2 separate regions of the Sus scrofa genome follow, and region 2 is linked to region 1. A link is a contact called in public Hi-C data. All regions are on one chromosome and are shown on one strand. The core of a region is the stretch at or near the end of the contact, and the rest is flanking DNA. Distances in the headings are between cores, read along the strand shown. Region 1 holds the start of PFKFB2 (6-phosphofructo-2-kinase/fructose-2,6-bisphosphatase 2). Region 2 holds the start of CD55 (CD55 molecule (Cromer blood group)).

The links. A called contact is a pair of places that touch in the nucleus more often than the background predicts.
Region 2: a Hi-C map of embryonic fibroblasts shows a contact between it and region 1, with 2.8 times the contacts expected there. The contact joins the promoter of CD55 here to the promoter of PFKFB2 in region 1. A contact is called at or near these places in 4 of 47 Hi-C or Micro-C datasets (alveolar macrophages, embryonic fibroblasts, mesenteric adipose tissue and 1 more) and 1 of 2 datasets of contacts at active chromatin or transcription factors (alveolar macrophages).

What each region holds. Positions count from the first base shown.
Region 1 is chr9:67,679,603-67,683,428 of Sscrofa11.1, reverse strand. PFKFB2 (6-phosphofructo-2-kinase/fructose-2,6-bisphosphatase 2) reads right to left here and starts at 1,601. Exons shown (of 16, transcript XR_002335794.1): 1 at 1,400-1,601; 2 at 202-309. It overlaps YOD1 (ubiquitin thioesterase OTU1), which reads left to right and starts at 1,540. Exons shown (of 4, transcript XM_005667547.3): 1 at 1,540-1,655; 2 at 1,922-2,179; 3 at 3,485-3,644. The coding sequence starts at 2,129.
Region 2 is chr9:67,931,192-67,935,017 of Sscrofa11.1, reverse strand. It overlaps CD55 (CD55 molecule (Cromer blood group)), which reads right to left and starts at 1,625. Exons shown (of 10, transcript NM_213815.1): 1 at 1,452-1,625; 2 at 500-682. The coding sequence starts at 1,560.

The DNA.
Region 1 (3,826 bases), core at 352-2,851:
TGGGCAGCCTAGCACCAAAGACAGACATTTCACGGAGTCTACTTGTTTCAGACAGGAAATTCCCCTGATGGCCTTTGTTTTAAATTCCCGTGTCAAAGACTTATTTCTTACTCCCATTGAGCAGCAAAGTCTAGGATTACAACTATATTCCCAAGACAAAAACCTGGGACAAGGCAGCCCTTCCTCTTTCCCACCACTCACAGCATTTCTTCTCTGACATTCGGAGATTTGTTTTGGTTTCATAGCTGTTGTTGTTCTGTTCTGAGGAAGATGCAGGATTCCCAGACATGGCAGCTCTTCAGGGGACCCCTGGAAGGGATAAAAGGGATATAAGGAAGAGAAGGAAGGAGACAACCTTCCAAACACTCAGTGAAGAGGATCAGAGAGGTATAAGTGCAAGAACCCTGGCCCAAGAGTCAAGTCCAGCCTTTTTCCCAGTTAAGAGCTATACGCCCTAATAAGTCATGAATGCCCCTAGCCCTGTGTTTCCTCATCTCTGAAGAGGTGCAGCAGAAGCTTGCATTTATATTGCTGACTTTGGAGTTTACACTCAAATAAATTATCTCCTTCAATCCTCCCAACAATCCTGTAATGAAACAGATTTTGCTACCATTATTACTTCTCCTCATTTTACAGATTGAAAAACTGAGATTAATCAAACTAAGTGGTTCATCCAAGTTCCTTCCTGACTTCAGATTCCAGTTTAAGAATCTGGGGAGAGTAGTGGCAGCAGTTGGGGGTGGGGTGAGTTGCAAATAGATCAAGTCCATTATCATAAAGTAACTGCAGTCCAATGGGAGGATTCAGTCCTGAAAAAAATGAGAAGTGGGAAAAATCTCAAACATATCCCCTGAAGGAAAAACTGTAACTGGACCCAGAGACAGCCCTCACCCGTCACCATTTCTCCTCTGGTGTTCCTACTCTCAAGCCCTTGTCCACACCCTCTCCCCAACGATCCCCTGGGAAACAGTCCATGGAAGAAACACTGGGGAGCAAAGAGGTGGTAAATAACTTCCCCAAGGTCGCCTACAGAATAACGGGTAAGTCCTGATTCGAACTAGTGTGGGAGAGCCCCACGCGTTCTCCCTACAAACCCGGACAAGGACTCGTGAGGAAGGAAGGTCCTACTGCTTCAGGGACCTTGCACTGTACTTCCACTAACCACACAAATCCTGTAACTCACATAAACTGCAGCTTTGAGTTCCTAAACATCCGCACTCCAGGCGACGCCCGGGGGCCCGTACTTCCCCGAAACGACGAGGCTTCATCTTCCCACATCTCAGGGTGCATGCGGCCCCTCCCTCCTCTCGTCCGCCTAGACCCTTCAAGACGCTGTACAGCTGTCGGCCACCCCAAGATCCCTCCTAAGACTCCTCCCGTCTGTGGCCCCAGCACCTACCGGGTAACGCGGCAGACGGGAACCCACAGACTGTGGCCGGTGTCCGGCACACCAGTCGCCGGCAAATCACGTGCCCCCGCCTGGCTCCGCCCACTCCCGCGTTGGTCCTCACCTGGAGAGAATCGTCCACCAATAGAGAGCAAGCAGGCTTCAGGGGGCGGGGCTCAAATTAGAATCACTGACGCTAGCTCCAGAAGGAGGATAGAACTGTGAAGGGGAAAAATCACAAGCTCGCAAGTTTCCCAGCACCGTGGAGGTTGGTTGCATCGTTGCTTGGCAACTAACAGGGCTGGGGGCGGGATTAATAAAAAGTAAGTTTTGTGGGTTTTTTCGTCCTCTCGCGAGAATGAACTAGTAGAAGTCTTGAGAGGGTGACCGGAAAAATCATTGCGGAGATTAACGCTTTTTCCTGAATCCCAGCGGGATCTGTTAGATCTGTAAATTGGGACGTAAGCTTGGAAGGTGTTTGCTAGAGTAAACTACCACAATACATCTTAAGGTGTTTGCATATTCTTGCCTCAGGTCGCGGACACTGTAAACTAAGGAAATCAACAACTCTCACCGCTGAACCAGGAGCTTCCCTGGATCCATGCACATACTTCAGTGGATTTACCATCTTATTTATTCTCCCTCTTACCACTCACACTGTACCATCTGTTATGGTCATCTTGAAGAACCAAAGAGAAAAACTGCTCAAGGAGAAAATTGGGTCATGAAAGATCTGAAAAGATGCAAAGTCTCCATATAACTTATTCAGATCTAGAGGCTTTTACAGTGGAGGTGAGTTTGCACATTCCGAGTGAACTTTTCACAGTTGCCCCCAGGCCCCCTTGATGCTTGATTCTGTTGATAAACTGTCTCTACGCGGGGTAGGCCTTGCTGCTTCGGATTCAGGATGGAAAAAGAACAATGAGTATGGATTTCTTGGAAGAGAGAGAAATTCAGAGGTATTTTTATTCCTCTGTCACCTGGGGGTTAAATTCATCCTTCTGAACAGCTCAAATCATTACCTACTCGTTGAAACTTTTTACAACTCCCAGTATGTTACAGTTGCCTTCTCTGTGCTTATACAACTTGGTTCTAACTATTCAGCAAGTGTTTACAGAGCACTTACTTGGAAGGCACAGTCCTGTGTTTAGGGATACGGGGTTGGAAAAAGTCACACAACCTAGCATTATCACGTTGCTGTGAAATACAGGGGTTGCGTGTCCTTTACACCTCACCGGCTCTCCTGATTACGTGAGTACTTCGCCATAATGAAGTCAGGAATGGAGTCGTCTTGGTATTTGTATAACTAGGGCGAACTGGAATCTGGATGACACACGGTAGCCCTCTTCATTCCTCCTTCTTACACTGCCAGCACCTCCCGAATAGCCCTCGGCCCAGATGCTGACCTCATACTGCGCTTTCTGATGTGGCAAATGGACGTTTTTAAGTTGCAGGCTCATGAAGGTGGAAAGGCCAGTCCCCCGGGTCCCTTAACCTCAATGAGTCAGTGTTTGCTGCAGCCATGCGTCTAATCACGAGTATATGTTTGTCTTTGACAGGTCTTTTTGACTCACTGACCATTCTTGGCATTCGTTTGCCTTCCGAACTATGATCCGGCGTGGTTTGGAAGCCCCAATTTAATAATTTCCGACCTAAGTGCAAGGTTACATTCCAATGTATTAGATTCAGGAACTCCGTTCTCCGCCCTCTTCCCTTGAGCATATATTCTGCCAACGCAGAAGGTGCCTCACTCGTTCTACAGGCAGCAAGACTAGCCGCACTTTAGGAATACGGCTAAATCATCACCCTTTGCCACCTAAAGTAGGGGTGGGTGGGAACTAGTTGTCACTTTAAGAATAGGCTAAGACTGAAGCTGCGGAGTGTCGCGAGAACTATAGCCAGCGACTTCTCGCGATGTTTGGTCCGGCAAAGGGTGGCCATTTTGGAGTCCCGCGGGAGGCTGGTTTCCCCGGCGGCGTCTCCCAACGTGCTGCGGGGACCAAAGCTGGGTCCACGGGTGTCTGGCCTATGGGCGGCCAGAGCGACACGATGTGGCGGCTCCGCTGCAAGGCCAAGGATGGCACACATGTTTTGCAGGGATTGTCCAGCCGTACCCGGGTGCGGGAACTCCAGGGCCAAATTGCCGCCATCACCGGGATTGCCCCCGATTGTCAGCGCATCCTTGTCGGATACCCACCCGAGTGCCTGGATCTCAGCGAAGGGGATACCATTCTGGGGGACTTGCCCATCCAGTCAGGTAAGGGGGATCGAGGCTGGGACCGGGCAGAGTCCTGGGAAGACCAAGAGGGCATGTGGAAACAGTTGAGGTGGCTATGGGTCAGCTGGGGGCTTTGAGGACGAGGACAGGTTAAAAAACAGAACTCTGACGGAGGTCGGGACAAGTGTCTAGCAATTCCTTGACGTTAGGTACAGTTGAAA
Region 2 (3,826 bases), core at 376-2,875, 250 kb before region 1:
GGAAGGGAGGCATCAAATCGTAACTTTATCTTTACATCTACATGTCAAAGCTAATATAGGGCCATGACTACAAGGATAGATTTTGAGATAAAAATAGAGAACTTTTAAAAATATCACCACAGAGTGCATTTGGTAAGTCCTACCTTACAAAACGAAATTTAAGAAAACAGAAGATCTATGTTATGTGTCTCAGGATAATTGCCAAACATAGTTATACATAATTTACTCCCTAAACAGTACCTATTGTTTATTTTCTCTACTAATCAGTTCTGGAGCTACAGTGTTAGGGAAAAAAAAAAAAAAATGTTAATGAAGAGCAGGACCTATTCCAGGAAGTAATGCCATCAATTAGCTAGATGGTGAAGTGGCAACAGTTATACCCTGGGGTTTAATAATGCTAGAAAACTATCAATTACCAGTCACTCCAAAGAGGCATAAAATTAAACTTAAGAAACATTCCATTCCCATAACTTTTCTTAAAAAGAAATGATTTACTTACGATTACAAAATTCTGCAACTTCTGACCATTTATCATTAAGACAGAGCACTGAGTCTGCCATGCCAGGAACTTTGACAAAGCCTTTGTTACATTTGTATGTTATTGTGGTTTGTTCAGGAAAACTTGCAAGACCTCGCAAATCTGGTTGGGCATTAGGTACATCGGGTGGAAGGCTGCAGTCACCTAGGGAGAAAAAAAAACAGAACCGAAGAAATTTCGCTTTTCAATTCATAGCAAAATTCCTTCACCAAGACGAAAAGGGGAAGAAGCATCAACGGCTTTTGATGTCCCCGTACTATTTCCATCCAGTGCTTAACTGACATACCAAGAACTTGCTTGGCTTCCTGGCTGCCAACTAATTCAAGACTAAAATATGTGAAAATAAACCTTTGCCTTTCGCTATTTAAAAAAATACATATTTGATATATTTGAAAGTTCAGACTTTCACATAGATGCTGTTGCTAGGCACGCAATAAAAATAGACGCCTCCTTGAAAAGTTAGCACCTGGCGGAGATGTCTCGCAAACTTGCGGCACGGCGTCCCTGCGCTACTGGACCCTGTTTAGAGGCGAGAGTAGGCAACCATTTGGCTTCCCACCCTTAACGAGACGCTGAAGCTTCACTCTATTGGAGCCTTGCCTTTTGGCTTCCTGACGTTTGCCCCCTCTACTCTCCATGCCCACCTCCTAAAGCCATGCCAGCTGGGGTCCAGCACAAGCAAGCTCCCAGGGGCTGGCTAGCAGCGGAGAGCCTACTCTAGTCTCCAGGGAGTGTGCCAGTCGGCGCTCTGATCCCTAAAGGTAGAGGACTGCGGGAACAATTACGGATGCCCACACTCCTCACCGCCCCAGGTCGGTGGACTTTTCGGTTGTCACCGACACGCGCTCTGCCCCTCCCACATCGACTAAAGGATTGTAAAGCAGAATGCCCCCCGCCCCCGACCCTCACTCACCCTGCGCAGCCGGGATACACAGCAGCAGCAGCAGCAGCAGCAGCGGCGGCGGCGTCTGTCCGCCCATTAGGCGCCTCACCGCGGGGGCGCTCCGCGGCAGGGGACTCATGGCGCGCGGGAACGGGGACCCCGAGCGGCTCCCGGACTCTGCGACCTCCGCGATTAAGACGAAATGAACCGGGCCAAGAGGCTCGATAGAGAAGAAGCTCCTGGTAGTTACGCAGCCCGAGTTAAATTAGTGCCTTGGGCGGGACCAGGGCTCTGAATCACCAAAGATGGAGCCAGGAATGGGTGGAGAAGGGGTTTTGCTCACACCAGGTACTGGGCGGGGTAAGGGCGGGGGCTCTAGCGTCACCAGTTCCTGGGGGACCCAAGAAGAGGAAAGAGGGGTCCTGGGCGGGGAGAGGAACTCTCTGGCGCGGGCCTCTGGGACTGTTTGTTTCTCTTTGGTGGGGCCTGCGGTGCGTTGCCCAGTGGAAATGTAAATATCTGCTTTATTAAGTAAACAACAACAACCAAAAATTGGAGGAACTAAGGAGAAAGGAATGGTTAAGCGGCACAGGCTTTGTCCCGGGAATCTGAATTCTTTGGGGTGGAAATCAAGCGCGCTTTAGTGCTGCAAAGCTGAGCGGTAGGTGCAGTGGATTTTAAGGTTGTTCTCAGAAGCTGAGAAAGCATTGACCACCCAGGGACACGGTGTCTTCAACTGGGTCCGTCAAATGCCAAGAGGATTGCGGGGGGAGGACAGAGTGTGTTGTCTCCTAGGACACTTGGTAATGAGCCAGTGGGAAATGACCCAGGAAAACAGGTCAAGCAACACAGCAGGGAGGGAATATTGTGCCTACCATGTTTTCATGAGAATCGCTTTCTGTGTCAGAGTTATTTACCAAAGACACCTCTTGAATTCTACTTAGGGACCATAGGAATGTGACTGCAAAGTCATCATCAAAAACCCAGCGCTCAAGTTCCTGTTGTGGCGCAGCTGAGGAACCATGAGGTTGTGGGTTCCACCCCTGGCTCCGCCAAGTGGGTCAGTGGGTTAAAGCTCCGGCGTTGCCGTGAGCTGTGGTGTAGGTCACAGAGGCAGCTCGGATCTGGCGTTGCTGTGGTTGTGGTGTCCACCGGCAGCTGTAGTTCCCATTAGACCCCTAGCCTGGAAACCTCCATATACTGCGGGTTCGGCCCTAAAAAGCAAAAACAAAACAAAAACAAACAACAAACAAACAAACAGCTCTAGAAAGCTAAGTGATAGAGTGGTGCATTTTAAGAGAAAGGTTTGCTGGAAGATCTTAAGTATATGCCAGTGGTTTGCAGGTCTGGCCACACCTTAGATTCATATGGGAGGCGTTTTAAAAATCCAGATGTTCAAGCTACACCTCAGACATGTTAACTTAGAACCTCTGGAGATGGAACCAAGCATTGGGATTATTTAAAGCGCTGCAGGTGATTCTACTTCATAGCCAGGCTGAGAACCACAGACCTGCATGGTTGCTGGTTGGAGTAAAGATCCACTCATCCCAGCATTGTCACTGTCAAAAACACTAAAGAACATTGATGAAAGATCCAATTACTCATCTTCATGGAGAGTAGACTCAAGAATGTGTTTCCCTCCAACAGGTTACCTGGTCTGGTTAACAGAGTCCTAGCCTAGGTTTCCTATCCCCTCAAATACTTTACCTGAGTAAGTGAAATCTCTGACTTGGAATTATGCCATGGTCCCTGGACCAGCTGTGGGGCCATGCCTCCTATCATGATGTCTTTCCTAAATGCCTTCTGATCATTACTGGCTAATATGAGCTGTGTAAAAAAGGAAAAGAACAGTTTCAACAATGCCATTTTCTCTGACTCATGCTCACTGTGCTAAACGGAAGCTTTAGTTAACCAATGCCGGAACCAGTACTATAGGGATTCCAGAAAAGGAACATCATTGAAACCTACCAGTATTCAAACATTAGCATTCACAAGAGGCAGAGTAGATTTTAAAAATCGTCTAATCTGAACCTTATATTGAAACACCTTATTTTTACTCTCATATTTGACAGAAAAACACAAAAGCGTGTCAGGGCCCAGCAGTATTTTAGAACTACAAGCAGATCCTTTTTTTTTTTTTTTTCTTTTTAGGGCTGCACCATGGCATGTGGAAGTTCCCAGGCTAGGGGTCAAATTGGAGCTACAGCTTCTGGCCTACACCACAGCCACAGCAACATGGGATCGGGCCACGTCTTCGAGCTATGCCACAGCCCACGGCAACGCCAGATCCTTAACCCACCGATGGAGGCTGAGATTAAATCTACATCATTATGGATCCTAGTCGGGTTCATTACCTGCTGGGCTACAAAGGGAGCTCCTAATACCAGGTCTTCATTTTTTCTTCC